Regions from separate parts of the Mus musculus genome. Here region 1 is linked to region 2. A link is a contact called in public Hi-C data. All regions are on one chromosome and are shown on one strand. The core of a region is the stretch at or near the end of the contact, and the rest is flanking DNA. Distances in the headings are between cores, read along the strand shown.

Region 1 (5,552 bases), core at 1,876-4,375, 480 kb after region 2:
TCTAACTCACTCATTTACTCCTTTCACACTTGCCTAAAGCAAATTTTAACTTTAGAAAATATTCTCCAGTAGTTTTGCCATTTCCATTTTATGGTTATTGATGATGTATTAGTGGCCGTGATCAATCCTGTGGACTTCTGCACCTTCTGTGTTTTAATGTTGTTATTCTTCGAGTTTGTTTCTTCTTTGCTTTTGGGATCTGTAGATTGAACTTTCGAGAGGAGTTTGCTCAATAAGAACCTCCCCCCCCCCCCCGCAAAAAAAAAGCAAAAAACCAAAACCTGAGACTATCTTAGTTAGGGTTACTGCTGCTGTAATAAAACACCATGACCCAAAGCAAGTTGAAGAGAAAAGGGTTTATTTGGTTTCCATATCACTATTCACCATGGAAGGAATTTGGGACAGGAACTCAAGCAGGGCAGAAAGCTGGAAGCAGGAGCTGATACAGAGGCCATGGAGGAGTGCTGCATATTGGCTTGCTCCTACAGCTCCGTCAGCCTGCTTTCTGACGGAACTTGGGAACATCAACCCTGGGTAGCCCCCACTCTCACACTAGGCTGGGCCCTCTAACAACAATCCATAATTAAGAAAATGCCCTAGAGTCTTGCCTACAGCCTGATCTTATGGAGGCATTTTCTCAATTGAGGCTCCCTCTTCTTCAGTGACTGTAGCTTGTGTCAAATTGATATAAAACTAGCCAGCACAGAGACATTCAAATGTAGATGTGTAAATCACAACACAGAAATGTAAACAAAATGAAAATTCTAGGTAACAATTTTCCAAAAATCATAGCTTTTAAACTATTGAACTCAAAAGATAAGATGTGAGATGAGTATTCAAAGCTTTTCTGATTTAAAAAAAATCAATTATTTAAAGGAAGATACAAAGAAATAGATGGATTCAATTCAGAATCCAGCAGGGAAAATAAGCAACACAGAGAACAAAATCATTAAAAATGGATGATAATATTAGCAATACAAATAAAATATTCACCAAGGAAATTGAGGGTTTTTTGAGAAAAAAATCATACTCAATAAGTAGAAATATTAGAAATTGTGATGATTTGAAAGAAAATGGCCCCCATAGACCCACAGGGAATGTCACTATTAGGAGGTGTGTTTTTGTTGGAGAAGGTGTGTGACTAGGAATCTTTGAAGTATCAGAAGCTAAGCCAATTGGTCCTCCTGCTCCCTCTGGGTTGAGATGTAGAACTCTCAGCCCCTTCTCCAGCACCGTGTCTAACTGCACACCACTATGTTTTCCGCCATGACAAAAATGGACTAAACCTCTGAACTGTAAGCCAGCCCCAATTAAATGTTCTCATTTATAAGTGTTGCAGTGGTCATGGTGTCTCTTCACAGCAATTAAACCCTAACTATGACAGAAATTAATCAATTTTAACTATTAAATGAATCAAACAACAAAATCCAGTGAAGAGCATTAAACTCAATCAAATGACCAAGTGGAAGAAATATGGCAACAGTAGCCAAGAACTCTGGTAAATAATCAAGAGACTGAACCTAAAGAATCCACAGGATGGAAGAGGAGTTGAGATTAGACACATAAAGAATTTATTTAATAAAATTATAAGAGAAAATTATCCAATTTAAAGAAAGAAATAGATATATAAATATGAATCATTTAGAGCTCCAGAGTGCACATGACCAGATAAGTTAGATTTTCAAAAAGCATAAAGCAAAGTAACAATATTAAAGGCTGAAAGAAAAATGCCAACATATCTACAAAGGGAGAAATATCAGGAAAACATCAGATCCCTTATCAGTAAATAATGACGGAAACAAGGAATTTCAAGTTCTGAAACTAAGTAACTGCCAACCAAGAGTGCTACATCCAGCAACATCATCTAAGATTGCTGCCAAAATAAGGAAAGGTCAAAATAAGCACAAACTAAGATAGTTCACGATCGCCAGGCTAGCATAGCGTTTGAGAAATGATGTATACTCAGTATGAGTTTCAATCATGAAATCATAGGAAAGTAAAATTGTATAACAAAAGTTAGATGAAGAAAGCAAACAAGAAATCCGTTGTGTCCAATGCAATAAGTCATCAAACCCCTGATACATGTTGATATGAATGAGAAAGAAAGTAAAGAATAAGCATAAATCCAATAAGAAAAAAAAATGACAAAGTTACAGGACTGAGTAAATATCTCTCAGTAATAGCATCAAATGTAAATGGCCTCAACTTACTAATAGAAAGGTACAGAGTGACTGGATTTAAAAACTAGATCTCGTTGACTGTTATTTCTAAGAAGCATTACCTATAGGTGGAACAACAATATGAACTAACCAGTACCCCTAGCTCATGTCTCTAGCTGCATATGTATCAGAAGATGGCCTAGCCAGCCACTAGTGGAAAGAGAGGCCCATTGGTCATGCAAACTTTATATGCCTCAGTACAGGGGAACGCCAGGACCAAAAAGTGGGAGTGGGTGGGTAGGGGAATGGGCGGGGGGAGGGTATGGGGGACTTTTAGGATAGCACTGGAAATGTAAATGAGGAAAATACCTAATAAAAAATTTTTAAAAAAAGAAGCATAGTTCACTGGTAAAGAATCTTACACACTGAGAGCAAAGGGGTGGAAAACCATTTATCAAAAATAAAATTGGTTGGGAGGCAGAGGCAGGTGGATTTCTGAGTTCGAGGCCAGCCAGGACTACACAGAGAAACCCTGTCTCAAAAAACCAAAAATAAATAAATAAGTAAACAAATAAATAAATAAATAAAATAAAAATAGAAAAATAAAATTGGAAATGAAAACAATAATGTTACTGTAGATTCCAGTGAAATTCAGAGAATCATTAGGAGCTACTTTAAAAAATTATATCCCACACAACTGAAAATTTTACAAGAAATGGATAACATGATGTATTTGGGGCAGTTTTATGTCAACTTCGATACATCAGATTTATCTAGGAAGAAGAACATCAACTGAGAAAATGTCTCCCCAGGCAGGACTGTGGGGCACTTCCTGATTAATGATTGATATGGGAGGGTCCATCCCATGGGGTGGTACCACTTCTGGGCAGGTAGTACTGAGTCGCATAAGGAAATCTGACAAAGTCACAAGGATCAAGACAGGAAGCAGCCTCCCTCCCTCCACAGCTTCTGCTTCAGTTCCTGCTTTCTGCTTCCTACTTTGAGTTCCTGCCGTGCCATCACATGATGAACTGTGATTTGGAAGTATAAGTCAAATAAGCTCTTTCCTCTCCAAGCTGCTTTCTGACCATGGCCTTTAACACAGCAATAGAAAAGTAACACATCACGGAAACACAAGATCTATCCAAATTAAATCAGGGAGATATATAAACAACCTCAAAAATCCCTATCAATGAAATTGAAGCACTAATAAAAAGCGTGCCAAAGGAGAAAACTCAGGACCTAGAAAACTATCAAACATTTAGAGAATAACTAATATCAGTGCTCCTAAGGGAAAGATCCTTACTCACCTTTCTTATGAAGTCAGCATGATCCTGACTTCAAACCAGGAAAAGGACTCAAGGAAAACAAACAAATTAAAAGTAGAGACCAAGTTCTCTTGGTTCCCCTGTGAACGTATATGCAAGAATTGTTCATAAAGTTCTTACAAACCAAATCTAGGAACACATTTGGAATATCATATACCATAACCAAGTTTATTTCATTCCAGTGATGCAAAGTTGGCTCAATATGTACAAATCAATAAGTGTAATTCAGCACATAAGTGGACATATGTCCAGGAATCGCAAGGATCTCATTCGATGCAGAAAAGGCCCTTGGAAGAGTATAACATCTTTTCATAATAAAAGCCCTGAAGGAGTCTGGAAGAGAAGAAACATATATCAACATAGTGATGCCCTTATATGACAAACCTACAGCCAACATTATACCAGTGGGGGAAAGGAGATTTTAGAAGATTATTTAGAATTGTTGCACTTATATTCATGGTGTGTAGGGCTGTTAGTTTTCTCTTTTTAATGTAGTTTCATCTGGTTTGGGCATTAGAGTACATCTGGCTTCTTTAAAAGAGTTTGAAAGATTTCTATTTTAATTTGTTCAGTAATTCAAAAATAACTGGAACTAATTTTTATTAAAACACTTTATAAAATTCATCAGTAAAGCCATCAGATCCAGAACTTCCATAGGACAAAATTATTGCTTCAAGTTTATTACACACCATTAGTTTGTTTATATTTAAATTCTCTACTTATTTTCTATTAGGTTATATGATTCCAGAAAATTATCTACTCCTAAGACAGATTTTTAATGAAATAGTCATTCATGTACCTTTAAGGTTTTGTATTTCTGTGTTATAAGCTACAATGTGTCTTTTCCAATCTTTTATTTATTTGCAGCAAATAGTTGGGTCTTGTGTTTTGTTTTGGTGTGTGCATGTGCATATGTATACAGTCTATGTCTTTGTTTGGTACATTTAATCCATAATTTACATTCAATATTATTGTTGATAAACACAGCTTTCTCCTTTCTTTAGGTTGATTATATTCTGCTTGTTTTGTATATTTTTTTTCATTTCACCTCTTTTACTATTTCTATGACTTAGCAGTTTTCTGTTGTGCTAAGGTTTAACTCTTTCTTTTGTATATCTGTTCTTCTACTGAGTTTTGTGTGATTAATGTTCTATGATAAGTTATCCTTTCATTTCTAATGTAAGACTCTGTTAAAATATTTTTATAAAATTATATTATTGTTATTATGTATATATATGATATGTATATGTGTGTGTGTGTGTGTGTGTTCAGAGGACAACTTTCAGAATTTGGGTTTCTCCCTCTACTGTGTGCTTCTTGAATGAAACTCATGTCATCAGGTTTGCACAGCATTTCAATATGTCCATGGCAATCAATGTCCTCAGTTTATTTTTATCTGAGAGAGATCATTTCACTTTCAATTTTTATGAGTAATTTTGCTGGGCATAATATGTTTTTCTTTAACCTGCAGAGTAACACTTGTGTGTTAAGGTACACATACATAGAAGACAAAATGTGTGTCAGATCTCTTGAAGATGAAATTACAAGCATTTGAGGGATACCTAACTTGTTACATGGTGCCGGAATCTAAATTATGTCCATCATGTTGTATGTAGAAAGTATCCTTAATCAATGAGGAATCTTGTCAGCCCCTATACATATTTGTTTGTTTATTTGTTTGTTTGTTGGTTTGTGTGGTTTTTGTTGTTTTTGCTTTTGTTTTTGTTTCTACATCAAGATTTGCTGTATGCCTAATAAGCTTTCTCTTGACAATGCTCTTGAAACTTCCTGTTTTTAGGGGCTTCTGTTTAAACTTTTGACATTTTAACTATAATATGACTTGCTGAAGGATTATTTGGGTCTAATTGGAGGCTTTTGAGGCTTTAATTCACCTCCCCACATCTCTGAAGATATCAACACTGTCAGATTATCATTATTTATTATGAATTTTCATAGTATAAACAATTGTCTGATGAGTTATATTTTAAAGTTTTTATAAAATTTATTCTCGTTTCTGATAGAATTCTATTTTTATTTTTCCTTGTCATTTTTGCCTTACTGAATC
Region 2 (5,391 bases), core at 1,373-3,872:
AACTATAAAACTTTTATGAATACTTTCTAATTCATAATTAGAAATATAATTTCATAAGCATTAAAAAATCTCAATAGACAAAATTAAGAAATTTATAGAAAATCTACTAAATATTCTAAAATATTATCTAGGAGTTTGATTTATAGAATGCCTATGAAAGAATAAAGAATTCATTCATAATCCATCAACACTGAAGGGAACTCTTGAGAAATGCAGAGTACATGGGCCTACTCCAACTCCATATTTTAACTTGACTCCTACGGATTCATGTCTATCCATGTATAGACAAAACTGAGAAACACCCATAGACTTTTAGTAACTTGATAAAAAAAAATTGTTAGTGTTCTTTTTTTAATGGCAACATCAAATGGTTCTAACCTGTAAAACCTGTTCTCCAGTCTTTGTTTAATTGTACTTAGATCCGTTGGATAGGCCACCACAGTGCAATACATGGGATAAGCTTGAAGGTCCACAGGGGCAACAAATGCAGACGCAATATCTAAAATAAATAAGGTTATAAATCTATTTTCTGTATTTTAAGATTCACTGGTACATTAGGATGAAGAAATTACAGATATATTATAAATTTATCAACACACAAAAAAAAATAGAGCAAAACCAAGAATGTAAGTTAAGATCATTGTATTTTTTTAAGCTACTTTAAACCTAAAATATTGATAAAGCTATTTAAGACAGTATTTCTAAGATGACTTTTACAGTTTCCATTTTATCAGACTTTGAGGCTGGGTATACATACAGCTCAGGGGTAGTGTTTGCTTGTATAAAGCCTTCAGTCTGATCCTTGGCACCATAAGAGAAAAAGAAAAAGCCAAAAAACAAAACTTCTGCATACAACATTATGCCCAGGATCTTCAGGTCTTACTCCTATTTTTTTGAATTATCACCCTATGCCATGTTAAGCTGATTCTGGACTGCTAGTCTATACTGTAAATACCATAACGATCTCCAGTTACCTCAAAAGCACAGAGTGCAGACAAGCAAACGTTATTGTCAGTTTACTTGTATTTTCACAAGCCAGGAAAATGAGATCATATTCCAGTTCTTTCCCTTTAAAGACCTATGCATGTGTCACGTGATGAGAAAACAAGGATAGCTATCCAAGTAATTAAATACAACTTTGCACTACCTTCCTCCTTCAGTTCCTATCAAGTCTGTTGAGTGTAAGAAGCTTTAAAAATATGGCAGACTCCTAAACTTTTGCTACAGGAAAGTTCATGTAACTTAGAAGGATTTTCTATTACTTATTTACCTAGTGTCATCAGCTGATTTATTCCTCCAACAATTCTTTCACATTCTTCATCCCTGGGATTGGCTCCCCATTCTCCATCAAGAGGTTTATAAATTAGCGACCTACATTCAACATCAGTTAAAGGAACACTGGTACCCAGTTCTTCTGGAAAGACAGCTGGAATGCAGATAGAGAAACCCATCAATGAACATATGTAGTAAGTAGTGATGAGTTTTCCTTCAGAAATAATTGATGTTTAAAAATTACAATTTTCATAATGGGAAAATGTTTTAAATACAAATAAAACGCATCTCAAAAAGCATATTATTTAAAACTAAATGATTCTTTATACGTAGTAAGTGTACTACACTCCAGTTATACCTGGAAAAGAACATTTGAATTTTTAATCCATCCCATAACTCAACTATCATTCATTTTAATAAAATATACAGTTAAAATGAACTGATGAAAATTTCAATAATATTTTAATCAAATTCCAAATTTTCTAACAGAAACAAAAAAATTATGAATGCCAAGCAAGAGGAAGTTTTAGGTCTTCCATTTCTGAAGTAATGGTTTCATGTCTACATCTTTAACACTGTACATAAAAAAAATTTCAAGTAGTGTTGAGAAAGAGTCTACAAACACACCAGGTTATTTATTTCCTTTAAATTAACTACAACAGAATCCAAACACTGCATGCAATCAAAATAACTATGTGTATATGTATGTGTACTCAAATAAAAAAATTTCATCAGAATCATCAATGGATGTACAAAGAGGCATTAAAATAATTAGTATCATCAGGGCTTTAAAAAGAAAAACTAGCAACAGTACAACAAAGCCAACTTAATTTCTTTATTAGGCAAATTATGAGCTCACAGCAATTGAATTGCACCAAATTTAAACACAAGATTTAAACTCATAAAGGTAGACAAAACAAGAAGCCAGGAGATGTCACGGGTTGATAATGATATTTTCTAATTTTCAGTATTTCTACTTGAGCAATGAAAGGAAAATGTTCACTATTAGTATTAAATGACCAACATCATCAACAGGAATACTGTTTTAATTTAAAAATTTCTTGACTGAGTTCACTTCCTATTTAATATTTATAATTACCATATGTGGCAGCAAGGTAGAAGATCAAGAGCACTTTTTACATTACATATTTATTTATTTTATGTGTATGGGTGTTTTGCCTAAATGTATGTCTGTGTACCAAGTATGTGCCTGGTGCCTAGAGGGATCAGAGGAGAGGGTTGGAGTTCCTAGAGGCAGATTTACAGATGGTTCTGAGTTGCTGTGTGGGAGTTGGGAATCAAAACCAAGTCTTCTGGAAGAGAGCCCAGTGATTCTGACTGCTGAGCCATCTTCTCCAGTTCCCCTTTCTGTTTCTTTCTTTGTTTTGTTTTGTTTTGTCTTGTTTTGAGAAAAGGTTTCACTATGTAGCCCAAACTGGTCAGGAAATTACTATGTAGATGAGTCTGGCCTTAAACTTGAGGCATCTCTCTAGTAATTTTTTACAGTACATAAATTACTCAAAAATCTCACTTATAAATGTCTATTTCTATTATGTTAAAATGATTTTTTCTTGTTTTTTTTTTTTAATCTCTACCTGAGGATATAGGCATATATCATTTAAAAATCTAAGCAACACAGAATGTAAAGGATTCTAATATAAATAATAATTTATAATCTACAATATGCCACTTACAAACCTTTTGGGCATGGATAACTATGTCCTACTTTTAAAAACTTGAAACAAAACCTGATAATCAAGAGAAAACTATAATCACCATGCTTCAACGATATTCACTCTTCCAGAATCAGAAATATGTCCTAACTCACCTTCCCAGGGCTAACTCTCCAACCCCAGTTACCCTAGCCATTGAACATGTAATGGAAGAGGAGTCCTAAGAAAGTGATTCTTGGACTTGGGAACTAGTACATACAAAGTGGCAAGACAAAGCCATACTTCCAGTTAGAAGCTATAGCCCTTAAAGACTATTTGTTAATGTTACAAAAATGATTTAGGACTCTCCCACCCATCAACGGAGAATGAATAATAAAATGACTATCTATTTAGTTATAATATATTAATTTCAATCTCTCTTTTAAGCTATAGGCTCCAGACAGACAAGGACTGTCAAAATGTTCACTGTTGAACCTTCTCTAATTTTATACTCAACAGGTTTACAATTAATACTTTTGTTAAATGTTTTCTATTAGCTGGTCACAATAAACTTAAAGGATATCAAGGGTTTTACTTTGTTGAATCAAGTTCTTAATATGCAACCCTAGGTTATGGTAACTTCTTGCCTTTGCGTCAAAAATGCTAGGATTCAACTCAAGCAATAAATTAGCTTTCTTATTTAAAAAAAAAAAAGTAAATTTTGGGCTGAAGAGATGGCTCAGAGGGCAAAAGTATATCCCACAAGACCTAATGACCCAGTACAACCTTGGGACACAAGAAAGAAGAGAACTAGCTCTTGCAAACTGCCCCACTACGTATATGGCCATACACATATCACACACAAACACAAACACATGCACGGAAAATGTAAAACAAAAGAACCCTAATTCCATAAGGTTTAAGCAACGAGCCTAACAATACTTACCATTATTAGGTATTAATTCCATATCCCAAGGACTCATCTTTTCTGTATCTCCATTGTCCCAACTTTAAGAAAGCAAAAATTTTCCATTAAAAGGTCAGAAAATGACAATACAAAAATATTTATGAAAATCATATTAAACAAATAATTGACTCAGTATTAAAATGAAGTATCTTGACATCTTTACTAATAGACCAGAAAAAAATTTAAACCCTGGTCTAACTGAAAATACAACCAATTATTTTCTTACCATACATTATAACACTGAAACAAACTATCAGGGTACTCAGGTTGAAGAGGCTCTTGACTTTCAATTGTTCCAAACCACCAGGCATCATCTATGACAGATCTGAAGCGGTCACCTGAAAAATAACAGAACCAGCCTGTCTCATCCATCAAATTGGTATGTCCTGTCACATTGGTTAACTGCCTTTCCTAAAATGTATCTCCCTAAGATTCTTACACTGGGTGATTTCACAAGGCAAATGGTAAACCATATATTTAAAAAAAAGTCAGGAAAATTAGCACACATATCTAAAATATAACTTCCATTATTTCTTATACTTGATCATTTTTGCAAATGCAGCATTTAAAAATCATCATTCAGGCTATGTCTACACTTCTCATATTTACTCTGGGTTACTTCTGACTAGACATAGCTATAGTTTATTTTTTTTATTCCCCACAAATAATCATCAAGATTTCAGATTGATCATCTCCATCATCCTTACAGTGTATTACACACTCACTCTTCCTTCCTTTCTAAAGGGCAACAACAGAAGAAAGAGTGAAAACTGTCAAGCTTCGTAGAAAAAGAAAACATGCCTTTTGTCTATTCTTTATCCAACTGCTATGCTTCTATTACTAAACTGCTCATGATAAATAAACACTCTAGTAAGCTCCAAGAGTCACGCCTGTTTGGAATGTCAGTCTTGTCAGTTTCCAGCTGCATATGAAAACTGCAAAGTACCTTTTGCTTTGTGAAGGGTTTTCCTTTCATGTGTCCCTGTACTAACTAAATCTCCTCTTAGCATGGGCAAAAGTCTAAAAGAAGTGGTTGTAACTGAATATATTAGTTGGTTTTCAACTGTCTTTATCTACTTAATAGTGGTATCATCTATATTAGAATAAGTAGTGTCTTATATGAAGGTACTTTTTCATTTTTAACAGATAAGTTAAGATTAATGAATTAGTTTGCCCACTAATCAATCAGTTATCTTCAAGAAAAGTTTTCTCATGTTTAAAAAAAGATTTAGAAATTTATGCAGATATGCGTAAAATAACATAGCTGCATTAAATCAGAAAAACAAGGTAAAGTATCTTTTAAAATAGAATTCTTTAGAATTAGAATTAAAAGAAAATCTTTGTAAAGTATTATTGATTTTGACTGGGTATTGAGCGGGAGCCATATAAACCATCAAGTCTGTCATTGTTCCTGAGATGCATACTGGTGATAGTGAGCTGAGAGACAAGCTATTTTACAAGACTGAGTACTAACAGCATTTTTAACTCTTCCCAGAACAT

Evidence for each region. A called contact is a pair of places that touch in the nucleus more often than the background predicts.
Region 1: a Hi-C map of bone marrow-derived macrophages shows a contact between it and region 2, with 17 read pairs. The contact joins two enhancer-like sites. A contact is called at or near these places in 1 of 15 datasets of contacts at CTCF or cohesin (large pre-B cells), 10 of 484 Hi-C or Micro-C datasets (B cells, bone marrow-derived macrophages, brown adipocytes and 7 more) and 1 of 9 other capture datasets (pancreatic islet).

Annotation. Positions count from the first base shown.
Region 1 is chr9:83,362,651-83,368,202 of GRCm38.p6, forward strand. No RefSeq gene overlaps it. Among named protein-coding and RNA genes, the nearest start is that of Gm46123, 14 kb to the left of the region's middle. Within about 2 kb of position 3,126, at least 1 of the 459 cell types and tissues checked has an H3K27ac peak or open chromatin away from gene starts, as enhancers often do. A contact at or near this core is called in bone marrow-derived macrophages, where this site is marked.
Region 2 is chr9:82,886,244-82,891,634 of GRCm38.p6, forward strand. Phip (pleckstrin homology domain interacting protein) reads right to left here. Exons shown (of 40, transcript NM_001081216.1): 28 at 4,118-4,229; 29 at 3,871-3,932; 30 at 1,271-1,426; 31 at 379-499. Among named protein-coding and RNA genes, the nearest start is that of Gm38553, 36 kb to the left of the region's middle. Within about 2 kb of position 2,623, at least 4 of the 459 cell types and tissues checked have an H3K27ac peak or open chromatin away from gene starts, as enhancers often do. A contact at or near this core is called in bone marrow-derived macrophages, where this site is marked.